2 separate regions of the Sus scrofa genome follow, and region 1 is linked to region 2. The links are chromatin contacts, called in public promoter capture Hi-C maps. All regions are on one chromosome and are shown on one strand. The core of a region is the stretch at or near the end of the contact, and the rest is flanking DNA. Distances in the headings are between cores, read along the strand shown. Region 1 holds the start of LOC110262080. Region 2 holds the start of PDS5A (a long non-coding RNA gene).

What was found. Promoter capture Hi-C pulls out the DNA fragments that hold promoters and counts their contacts.
Region 1: a promoter capture Hi-C map of liver shows a contact between it and region 2, with 2.3 times the contacts expected there. The contact joins the promoter of LOC110262080 here to the promoter of PDS5A in region 2. A contact is called at or near these places in 1 of 5 promoter capture datasets (liver), 9 of 47 Hi-C or Micro-C datasets (alveolar macrophages, embryonic fibroblasts, heart right ventricle and 3 more) and 1 of 2 datasets of contacts at active chromatin or transcription factors (alveolar macrophages).

The regions. Positions count from the first base shown.
Region 1 is chr8:31,204,603-31,210,550 of Sscrofa11.1, reverse strand. LOC110262080 reads right to left here and starts at 3,822. Exons shown (of 2, transcript XM_021101118.1): 1 at 2,690-3,822. The coding sequence starts at 3,164.
Region 2 is chr8:31,132,279-31,138,791 of Sscrofa11.1, reverse strand. It overlaps PDS5A (a long non-coding RNA gene), which reads left to right and starts at 4,461. Exons shown (of 33, transcript XR_002346613.1): 1 at 4,461-4,898; 2 at 5,777-5,954.

The sequences.
Region 1 (5,948 bases), core at 2,573-5,072, 72 kb before region 2:
AGAGCTGCAGCCATCAGCTTACCCACAGCCATAGCAACGCAGGATCCAAGGCTCGTCTGTGACCTACACCACAGCTCAACGGCAACGCTGGATCCTTAACCCCTTGAGCAAGGCCAGAGGCCAGGGATCGAACCTGCACCCTCATGGATATTAGTTGGGTTCATTTCCGATTTGCCAAAATGGGAACTTCCTCCCAAATTTAGTGAATAGAGTGGATATATTTAAAAAAAAAAAAAAAAGTTTAAGACACATGGGGGAAATTAACTACTAAACACTAAATCATATGAAACAACATTATGCAACTAAATGGGACAACCACAAAAATCCAACAAATGATAAAAAATTATTATTAAAAGTCAAGAGTTGATATAATCCTAATGACATTTGGCTTACTCATTTTCTGCCATGGTAAATACTGAAAGAAAGCTCAATCTCTTCTTTAATTCCTAATAAAACTACCAAGGCCATCTAATAATGCAATCTGTTAAAGTTTAATGTTTCACCTGACAAACTTGAGATTCTTCCCAAGATTTACAATGTGAATTTGCATATAAAAAGCTGAATGGGGGAGTTCCCTTGTGGTGCTGAAATGAATCCAACTAGTAACCATGAGGTTTCAGGTTCGATCCAGGGCCTCACTCAGTGGGTTAAGGATCTGGAGTTGCCTTAAGCTGTGGTGTAGGTCACAGACACGCTTGGATCCCACGTTGCTATGGCTGTGACATAGGCTGGCAGCTGTGGCTCCAATTAGATCCCTAGCCTGGGAACCTCCATATTCCGCAGGTGCAGCCCTAAAAAGCAAAAATAAATAAATAAATAAAAAGCTGAATGGAAGGAGTGAAAAAATGGTGGCTATTTTCTAAAACTTACGTTGACTAATACGTGGTTACTGCTTTGCATATCAAAAGACATGCATCACCATAGACAATCATGAATAAAAGGGAGATTTTAGAAGAAAAATTTTCAATAGCACTTAAAAAACATGCACCTACACTGATCATATTTATTTAGCCTCTATTGTGTGCAGATATGATGCCTAATTTAATACAGGAAAAAAAATTTCTTTACCATTAACTTAAGCCCATTTTTTTCTATTTAGTCCACTGCTTGGTCCTCTTTGCCTTTCACAACAACTAAAGTCAACAGGTGCACAAATTGACATTCATAAGTACTAAACGCTGATTTGACCTAGGTTTTATTTTATACCTTAGTCTTTTCTCATGAACTAAAATGTAGCATCTTTGTAGAAAAGCAGCCATTTCTTTCCTGTTCTTTTCATCACCACCACCACTGCAGCCCCCCATCCTCACTCAGCCACTTGAATAATAAAGGCTCTGGCATAGGAAAAAAAATTGATTTAATTCCTAACCTTTAAAAACAGACAATGTAAGATAACTGAACCATGCTGATAATCAAAACACATGATGTTTACATTTCTTAAAGCGTTTAAGAATTCTTTCATTGAAAATTGAAGGATGAGGGCTGAGTTACGAGAGAACTGGGTGTTTCAGAGACAAACAATGGAAATAATAAAAACAGTAAGAAAAGGCTGCTGTGGAGATGAAAAGAATTTTTAAGTGAGGGAAAGAGGCAGCTGCAAATCAGTCATTGTTTTCTGAGAAGCCAGGTTCATCTCCAGGATTTTCTTCTCTGAGCTCAACCAATCCCCACCTTTTCTGAGTTAACCAGTCTCCAGGCAAGCAGCGCTTCTTGATTGGCTTAAAGATGTCGAGTAGAAAAACCAGCCAATCCTGCCTTCAAGTCAGAACTGTGCTATGGAGACATTACAACCACTGCATGGCGAGAATGTGTACAAACCTGTCCGTGCCACAAATATCAGATCCTAGTTCTAGAGACTGTTGCCGAAAGGAAGATTCTTTAAAGCCAACACTGAGCGTGATCTACACTTTTTTAAATAATTACTCTAGCTCTCTTTATAAGAGAGGACCCCCCCCCAAAAAAAGACACGTTTTAACCAAAAGAGCTTAAGGAATAAACTGCCCCGGGTCAGATGACTCACTCTATCGAAGGATTTCCAAATGGACCTCTCTCGGAGAGGGTCCGGATCTCAGCAGGGCTCAAAGCGAGGATCAAAGTTGCCGTGGGGGAGGGGGGGGGAACGAGGATCAAAAGGGCACAGACCCCAGGAACCGTGAATGCCTCCCAGCAGTTTCCAAAATCGAAACGTGCGATGTGAAAGGTTGTGTTTGGATTTCGAGAAGTGAGTAAATAAACGGCCCTGCAAGGACTACGTGCTCGGGAGGGTGGCCCGAAGTTGCAATAAGGCTCCGCCTGGGAAAAGCTCCGGCGCTCGGAGGGCCGCGAGGTCAAGTCCCCGCGGGAATCGACAGGGAGGCCCCCGGGGGGCGAGAGGGGTGTGTCAAGGGCCTGGAGGCCCGCCAGGGACTAGGAGGCAGGGGAGGCGACCGCGGCCCCCGCCTTCGCCCGACCTCGGGCAGCACGCCAGGGCCCGCCTCTCGCCGACGCCTCACTCCCCTTCCGTCCGGGCGGCCGGGCCCGCGGGCCGGACTGGAGGCGGCCCGAGCCGGCCTCCCACGTTCGGGGACTGAGGTTTCGGTCGCAGCGCCGCCCGCTGCTGCCTCAGGCCCTCCGCTCCGGTTCGGGGACCCCGGGATCCTTTCCCTCCCGGACCCTCTCCCCGGCCCTGCCTCCCACCCGCTGCCTTTACCTGCTCCAGGAGCGGGCGGAGGGCGTCGAGGCCGGGGCCGCGTCGTCGAGTGTGCGACGCGGCGCCGCGGGTCCGCAGCCCTTTCCCGCCGCCGCCACTGCGCTCTCCGGCGCGGTGCAGGGCTGGCGAGCAGCGACGGCCGCGGGGGGGAGACGCGCGGCGAGTGCCGGGCGGGGAGACACTGCCGCTCTTCGTCCGGTCGGGGAAGAGCAGCCTCACAGCAGCCAGCCGCGAGGGGGCGGGTGGGCGGCCGAATGGGGAGGGGTCTCGGGGAACAGGGAATGGCTGCCACGTCGCCCAGGTGGATCGCCGCCCTCCGCCTCCCCCACCCCCGCTGGCTCCCCGCCGCGACCTCTGGTGCGTCCCCGAGGTCTGCTTGGGCGTCTCGGCCGGCCCGGGCGACCCCTGCCCGCCGGCGCTCCCGCCTTTCCCGCTCCCTAGCGAGCGAGTCCTGGCCTGGCCGGTTCTGCCGCATCGGACCGGTCTTCCCGCCACCCCGCACCTCCGCCAAGAAAGCTCGCCCGAAAGCCTGACGTCTTTTCCCCCTTCCCTTGTCCTGGGGTCACATGGAGGAGCAAGCCCTTTTCAATGGGTCGGAGTTTCGGGAAGGCGGGAGCCGTTTTGAGCTGGTGAACGTAGCACTAAGGGGCCCGAAATTTCTGCGGAAATAAGTGGCGCGGTCGACCACAGCCGTTTCTAAACCTCGCCACTCTCTCAAGCCCCAAAGGCAAAACAGCAACACAAGGTCGTACTCGCTGGTCTAGGCGGGGGAGGAAATGAGAGCGGGGCGGGCCCGCCTGCGCGCGGGTCCCGGCAGCAAGTTGGGAGGGACCGCGGGACGAACCAGGCGGCCTCGGCGTGGCCTAACCGGACTGTTGAGTCGGGAGGTGCAAGGCCACGGCGACTGTAGGCGCGCGAACCCCGCCCCCGCGCGCGCCGCGCTGCCCACCGAAGGTTTCCGGGAGCGCGGCCCGCTGCCCCTCTGCGCGCTCGGGCGGCAGCCTCGGAGCCGAGAGACAAAGGGGTCGGCTGCGGCCCGGACCAGCACTGCCCGGCCCCCGCTGGCGCTGCCAACGCGCGGTCTGAACACGCTGGCAGAAGCACAAAACGAGTGCATGTTTGCAACGTAGAACCGCAGGCGCTGGCCTTTGCCCTGCTTAGAGCTTCAGTTTTCAGGTGCCAAAAAAAGCAAAGATGTTTTCCTCCCTTTTACGATCGCTGTGTTATTAGACCGTGCCCCAAGTCTGCTCCTTTTTTTCTTCCTCCTAAACCCTGCTTTCCTGGGTTTGTTTCTTCTCTGTTCTGACGTGAAATGTTCAGTGTTTTCAGGTACACGAATTTTTCACCCTTGCTTACTGGTGGTGGTGATTACGCTTATTCGTTTTTTCCTCCCTCGGTTCCCTCCCTTTGCAATTACTTTTTATTCCACCATCAGTGTTTTTTCGTAGAGAAAAGAATAAGCCCCTGACAGAGTAATCCTTTGCATCGAAGAATCTCTGTTCATGTTGCTATGGTAATCGCTTTAAACAGAGTGTAAATTTGGGGAAATGCAAGTGAATTTTTATCTTCATATAAGTCCAATTGGAACACCGACTCACGAAAACATTGTAGTGGTTTTTTTCAGAAATCAGAAATATTTAATAGGAAAGGTAACTTTTCTAATGAAACCAACCATACAACTTTTTGTATTTTTAAAAGTCCCTTGAGCCCCTGTTAAGAAATTACAACACAGACATCTCTATTAATACTTTCAGTAACTTGGAAACAGCAAAAATTTTAACAAAGTACTCAGAATCTCAAGATTTAAGTAGCTATTGCTGAGAACCTAACATTATCTCTGCCTTTGAACAACCATTAAAAGTGACTAATAAAGTGATATATGCCACTTTAGGAATGAAAGAACCCTAGTAATTATAAACTTCAAACAAATCTAGCAAGTTAATATTGAGTTTGTTCATATGAAATGTGTTCACCATAATAATAAAAACTGGCAATTAAATTGTTGATTTTTCCATTAATCACATCTTAGGTCTGAACAATAAGAAGAAAATATTCTTAACATTGGAAATATATTTCAAGCCAGCAAGATATAAACCAGGCTGAATATTTAAAGGGAAAAAAAATGTTTGCTTACTATGCCAATAAAAGAAAAACATCTGAAAGTTTTGAAAGTTAGACTCAAATGAAGAACAAAGCAATCTTTACTCAGCATTCACAGGGCCAGCCTTCCTTTGTGAATATTTACAAAGATTTCCTTCTTCCTTATTGGTTTAAATTCTAAGCCAATAGGAAAAGAACACATCTTTTAAAGAATGAGACATAGGCATTAGGTTAAAACACTGGATAAATGGATTGTTTATCAGGCTCATTCTCATTTGAGTTCATGTATCTTTTAATTTCAAAGAGGAAATTTAAGAATCTTTGAATTATCGAGTATCTTGATGTACCTTAATTGCCAAGGTGCTACTCCTGCTCATACTCTGCTCTCTGTAATCTTCCAGTTGGTTATGTTACAATATTTAATTCTCTAAAATGCCAGATGAATCCAAGGAATGGCAAAATGCTCCCACTTAACACTAAATACAATGAGCCCTGGCATGTCTTTTTTTTTTTTTAAACACTATTTTTAAACTGAAGAGACCTAGATTGATTGATTGATTGATTTTGTCTTTTTGCCATTTCTTGGGCCGCTCCCGCGGCATATGGAGGTTCCCAGGCTAGGGGTTGAATCGGAGCTGTAGCTGCTGGCCTAAGCCAGGGCCACAGCAATGTGGGATCCGAGCCGCATCTGCGACCTACACCACAGCTCACAGCAACGCCAGATCCTTAACCCACTGAGCAAGGCTAAGGATTGAACCCTTGACCTCATGGTTCCTAATCAGATTCATTAACCATTGAGCCACAATGGGAACGCCCCCTAGCATGTCTTTAAATGAAAGATTGGCCTTTATGGAAATAATAAAGTTTGTATCTTGGGTTTTTGTATATAAAATGGCCAGTGCATTATAAATAAATCTTTTCATAATATTTGTCTAAAGCATCTTTTGTCTGTTTAATGACTAAATTCTAAACATGCTTGTTGGTTTATGTTAAGAACAATAAGTATGATTTCTTCCCAGTCAAAAATAATCTGTGCTATTTTTTCATTCCTATACTTTAATTTTGACTTGGAGCATTCTGCTTAGTTATAATTATTTACATGTTTATAATCTCTCTTAGTAGATCATTAATTCATTGAAGATAGATAGGTCCTATTTCC
Region 2 (6,513 bases), core at 3,212-5,711:
TGCCCTAGAATTTGGATCTAGAATTTCTTTCTTTCTTTCTTTTTTTTTTTTTTAAGGCCCATTCTGGATGACATGGAAGTTCCTGTGCCAGGGGTTAAATCAGAGCTGCTTGCAGCAATGCCAGATCCTTAACCCACTGAGCCAGGCCAGGGATCAAACCCACATCCTCACAGAGACAAAGTCCGGTCCTTAACCCACAGAGCCACAATGGGAACTCTTGGATCTAGAATTTCTATTTAGGAAGAACTTGTGGTTAGTAGGAAGAATTTGTGGTTAGTAATATGCTTGAAATTAGGATTAGGGCTTTTCCTGAAGCTGCATCGAATGCCATTCTGTAAATAGATTGTGAGCTTGTATATGTGTATAGGAGAGGATGGCTGATGGAAATTATGGGGGTGTAGAATAACATTCACAAAGTCAAGTCACTTGTGAAAAAGCCACTTTCTCACCATTCTTGAGAAAAAGAATGTATATAGGTATGTGTGACTGGATCACTTTGCTGTACAGTAGAAAATTGGCAGAACACTGTAAACCTAATATAATGGAAAAAATAAAAATCCTTTTTAAAAAAAAAATAGTCAAGCCACTCTTTTATGCAATAATTGCTCTAATCACACTAAACTCTTTTTTTCCCCCTTTTTTTTTGGCCACACCTGTGGCATATGGAAGTTCCTGGGCTAGGGATTGAATCAGAGTTACAGCTGCCAGCCTATGCCATAGTCGTAACAACACTGGGTCCTTAAACTGAGTCGGCCCATGATCAAACCCACACCCTCATGGACACTCTGTTAGGTTCTTAACCTGCTAAACCACAACGAGAATCGAAGACCGAAGTCTTTTCCTCAAAAAGAAATTGCACTTAATTACCTCCAGGCCTCTTTTCACCTTGTGGTTATCTCTATTAGCTATTGCTCTCCCCAAAACTACTCACTGCAACAAGTCATCCTCCAAGGCCCAGCCTCAAAATGCCCCTTCCTTCGGGAAGCGCTCATGGCACCCCTTTCCTAGGCTTCCCGACGATATCATTTAAATCTCTATTACAGGAGTTCCCATCATGGCGCAGTGGTTAATGAATCTGACTAGAAACCATGAGGTCGCGGGTTCAGTCCCTGCCCTGGCCAGTGGATTAATGATCCTGTGTTGCTGTGGCTCTGGTGTAGGCTGGTGGCTACAGCTCCAATTCGACCCCTAGCCTGGGAATCTCCACATGCCACGGGAGCGGCCCAAAGAAATAGCAAATAAATAAATAAATAAATAAATCTCTATTACAAAACATATCACTGCCTTACCTTGAATCATGATTCATTGCATGTCTCTGTTTGCTCCATCGGACTCTGATCCTATCTTTTTGTTTTCTAAATATTTCCCCGGTGCCTAGTACACTGCCTTGTCCATTGCAGGAGCTCCATAACTGTCAAATTAACTTTTAAATAGCTTAGATTCTAAAAGACAACCTGACTCTAAATCTGTTTCAAGCATAGTCCTCCCTATCCCAGTTAGTAGTAACTTCATCCCTCTGGTTAAAACCACGGTCTAAAATTTTGCTTTCTTGACTCTTCTTTTAATACAGTTTTTCATCATTTTCACTGTTATTACCCAATCCCTATTATCATCTTTTCTTGGGATTTTTTTTTTTTTTTTTTTGCCACACCCATGGCACATGGATGTTTCTGGGTCAGGGATTGAACCTGAGCCACTGCAGTGACAACACTGGATCCTTAACCCACTGTGCCACAACAGAATTCCTTCCTTGGGATTTTTGCCATCATCTTATACTTGGTAACCCTACTACTCTATTTGTATCTCTACATTATTTTCAACCCAGCAGCTAGAGTGATTCCTTCATTTTACATATATTTTAGAAATCATGTAGAGCTTAGTATGTACCAGTTAAAATTCTAGGCACTTTACAAAATCAACTAATTTATGCCTCATAAAGGCTCTCTGATATAGAAACTATTATCCTTGATTTACAGATAAGGAAAATGAGGCACAGAAAGATTAAGTAATTTGTCCATGGTTGCCTAGCTCATAGAACATAAATCATATAATGTCACTTCTTTTTTTAAAATACTCCCAAAATCTCTGAGTACATGCCAACGTCTTTCCAAAGGCCAAAGACCTAAAAGCTTATCTGTGATCTGCATCCCTTCTCTCCTCTACTTTATTATTATCATTATTATTTTTTGCCTATCTCCCCCCAAACAAATTAAACTCTACCACAACAGGTAGGATTTTTGTGCCCCCAGAACTCTGTTTTTTTTTTTTTTTTTTTTTTTTGGCCTGGCCCATGCTGCATGTGGAAGTTCCAGGGCCAAGGCCTGGGCCAGGGATGGCATCTAGGTAACAGCAACCTGGGTGAGCCACTGCAGCGACAATGCTGGATCTTTAGCCTGTTGTGCCACAAGAGGATTCCCCTACCATTGATTTTTTTTTTTTCTCAGTATCCTAAACAGTGACTTGTACAGTGGGCCATCTTTCTTTTCTTCTTTGCTTTTTAGGGCCACACTTGTGGCATATGGAGTTTCCCAGGCTAGGGGTCAAATTGGAGCTACAGATGCCAGCCTACGCCACAGCCACAGTAAAGCAGGATCCAAATAGAGTCTTCAACCTACACCACAGCTCATGGCAACACCGGATCCTTAACCCACTGAGAGAGGCCAGTGATTGAACCTGAAACCTCATGGTTCCTAGTTAGATTTGTTTCTGCTGTGCCACAGAGGGAACTCTAACAGTAGGCCGTCTTTAAATAACTGTTGCACAAAAGAATGTTCTCTTCTCATTTACTAAGTGGAAACAAATATTTACGTAAAAACAGGAATTTTAGAATTAAGAATGGAATTAATCTAGAATGAATTTAGAATTATATAAATTCAATGTATTTATGTGTTATAATCTTTAGGGCTTTTGAGGCTTTTGAGTGTTTATAAAATCAAACAGTATTAACAAAGTAATTAATAGGTTGTATAAAATTAAAATCTATGAGTATATACAAAACCAGTTTAATAATGGGTAAATTATTTAGAGCAAGAATAAAAAAAGCATCATAGTTATTTAAATGTGATGGATTTTTAAAAAATCACAAGTTGAGAGAAAGAGACTACAAAGAGTGTAGGGTTTTTTAAATGATTTTTGTTTTTTTTCCCATTATAATTGGTTTACAGTGTTCTGTCAATTTTCTACTGTAAAGAGTGTAGGTTTTGGTCAGTTTAATAGTTGGGATGAAGATGATCTTAAATAGCTTTTGCCTGCTACTCTAAATGCCCAGGAATAAAGCACTGACTTTTGTGGGGTTTGGGGGAGCTTTTTTTTGGCTGTCCCTGTGGCATGTGAAAATTCCCAGGCTAGGGATTAAACCTGTGCTGCAGGGTCACTGCAGCGACAATGCCAGATCCTTAATCCATGAGTAGTGACTTTAGGGCAGAGTTCTAGCAAATCAGCAACCGTGGTGTGTTAGATTCCAAGATGTTTGCTCCTTTGTGTAATACCTGAAAAATATTCAGTGATGGCTGTACCTACGATATTGTTAAGATCAAGCAAAGGATATAGAAAAGACCAATAGATATCCATCAAGAATAATTTAAATGAACAATTTAAATGCATTTCACTGTAAACTATGGTAGTGGTCAGGGAGCTGTATGCTATTTCGTATTATGTGTTCTTTTTACAACTTCATCTTTGGAAATTACCTACGTGCTCCTGAGGTTCATCTGCTTCAAATTTTACATTAAACTGCTCAAACACCACTGCATTGGGTTTTCCTTTGGCTGAAGGAAAAAGGTATTCTTTGAGTTCATATATTAACAAGAAATATCCATCTAATTTATAAACATTCTTATTTCTGGATTCCAGTCTCAGAGTTTGGAGTGGAGTCCAGAAACCTACCTTTCAGACCATTCTTTGAGGACTGCTCGACTCAGAGTTATTTGTATATTTTGCAGCTTTCAAAATACTAATTTTAGATATCTAAAGAGGGGAGGGCAAACTCTGGTGGCTGTCAGAAGGCACAAGAATGAGCAGCCCACTGGATCATGACCACGTCCCTCGTGCCATGTTGCAAAACTTTTCCTTAGTTTGCAGATCTTCCGTCCCTAGGGAGGAAATCAATTCATTTTCATTCAGTAGTTAACCGTTTTTCAACCATTTCCCTCCACGTCCCTCAGGATGACCCCTAAAAGTCGGAACCCATCTCCGAGGCATAATGCAAAGTTCTGTTCGTCCTGCGTGCCCTCTGAGGGCCGCTGGGGCCGCGTTCGCTTCCCGCCACCCGGGCTCCTCCCCTGCTCGCTTCTGGGCCGGGTGCTCCCCGAGGCGCTCGGCGCGGCAGGTCTTGGCGCCAACCGGATGGTGGCGCTGTCTGCCTCGCGCGCGGCCGCTTCGGGCCCGAGGGAGGCGGAGGCTCGGGCCGGCGGAGGAAGGGGAGGGAGCGAGGCGCGCGCCCTGCTCTCGCGTGCTCTCGCACAGCTCGCGTGACCGGCCACTGTGCGCGAGGCGCCGGCTGCCAGGAGCACCGACGGCCGGGCGCGCGCCGCTGCAAGGGGCGTCCGGGTCCGGGTCGGCGGACCCGGCCGGCGCGAGGGGCGCGCGGGTGGGCCGTGGGGGTCCGGGGCGGACACCCGCGCACACGCTCCCAGAAGAGCCTTCTCCGAGGCTGCTCTTCCTCGGCCAGACGGAGAGCGGCAGTGTCTCCCCGCCCAGCGCACACTCGCCCCGCGTCTCCCCCCGCGGCGACTGCTCCTCCTCGGCACCGCCAGCCCCAGCGCCGCTCCGGGGCGGGCGGCGGCGGCGGCGGCGGGACCCGCGGAGCCGCTTTGTGTGCAGCCCGAAGAGGGGCGGCGGCGCAACCACCTGACAGAGGCCCGGGCGCTCGATGCACCTTCCGCCCGCATGAGGAGGAGGTAAAGGCGGCGGCGGCTGGGCTCCCGCCCTCGGCTGGTGGAGGGAGGGGACGGAAGGGGAGACCGGAGCGGGGGGGTGGGGGGGAGCCGCGGGACCAAGGCCCGGCGGGGCTGCCCGGAGCTGCCGGTAAGGCCTTGGCGGCTTCGGACGGTGCCGAGTGGCCGGGGGCGAGAGAAGACGCCAGGGTCCCTCAGCCGAAGTTGAAGGAACAAAATGTGAAGTGCGGAGCCGCGTCAGCCGCTTCCTGCCTTGGGGTTCGGGGTGGAGGGCGGCTTGTTTTCCCCTCCGGCAGTGGGGGTGGGGGGAGCGGGACCCGGGAGGGGTGGGAGCGTGGCGGGGACGCCGGGGGTCCCGGAGCTCGGCCCGGCGAGGGCGTTCGTTCCCAGGAGCCGCCGTTGCGTGCGGGTCCGGTTGGGTCCCTAGTTTTGCGGCCTAAGCCGAGCCCTATAGGCCTCGCGTCTCCTTCCCCGGAGGGGACCGGCCGGGCGGGGACTCGAGGCTCGTCTCTGACCGAGCGGGGGCCTTGGAGGCCTCGGCACGCTCTCAAGGCCGCCAAACTTCGGACCTCGATGCACGGGGGTGGATTTCATTGTGAACGGCGGAATGGGAAACTCCTGGCGGTGCTCGGCGCTTCCCGCGGCCGCGGCCGCCGGTGCCAGGGATCCCCGGGAGCCCGGGGTTGGCGGGGCCCGGGTGGGTGGGGGCGGCGCGGCGGCCGCCAAGGTTCAGGCCCCGGGAAGGAGCGGGTGGCGGGGCCGCCGCCGAGTCCCCGGCCTCCCGGGAGAAAAGGCCCTTTGCAGATTAGAGATTTTTGAAATGAAAAAAGAGGTTACAAAGTCGCCCCTTTCCCGCTGAACTTTTGTTTTCTGACCGATAGAGGCCGGTAGAGGACTGTGAAAGAAAAGTTGTCCCCCAGGATGGACTTCACCGCGCAGCCCAAGCCTGCCACAGCCCTCTGTGGCGTCGTGAGTGCCGATGGGAAGATCGCTTACCCTCCGGGGGTAAAGGAGATCACCGACAAGATTACCACCGACGAAATGATCAAACGACTGAAGGTAAGCTTTGGGATGGAATGGTCACACTTGAGCCGCCTGTGGTGTTACTGCTCTGCAAGGCCTGGCCTTTCAGAGTTTCACCTACCATGCTTTTTACGTATTTTATGTCTTCTCTTTTACGCCCTGCGAAAAGTATTGTTCTATCTTGGCTGTATCTTTGAATAATTTCTGTTAGGGGCATAAGCATGATGGGAAATTAACGGGTGTGTGTGTGTGACCTTTTTTAATCTTACCGTTTTTCAAGTATAAGAGTTCTTACAGTTTTTAAAGTTTTTCCTGGAAATATTTATGACTACTATTCAAAGTAGCTTGCAACTTAAAAGTAGGCAGTGATTTACCTAGGAAGGTTTTCATTAACTTCTGAGGGTACCGATTTAAGCACAAAAGGCACTTTAAAATTTTTCTAATATCCAGAAGCTTAAATATGTATATAGTATGCTTAAACTTTGACAGAAGTACTGACTTTTCAAAATTCAGTCTGGAAGTAAGGTGATGATTAATGCCCACACATTCAAAGGGTTTTTAAGAGAAAGCGTTAGCATCTCTTTTTATAAGGAGT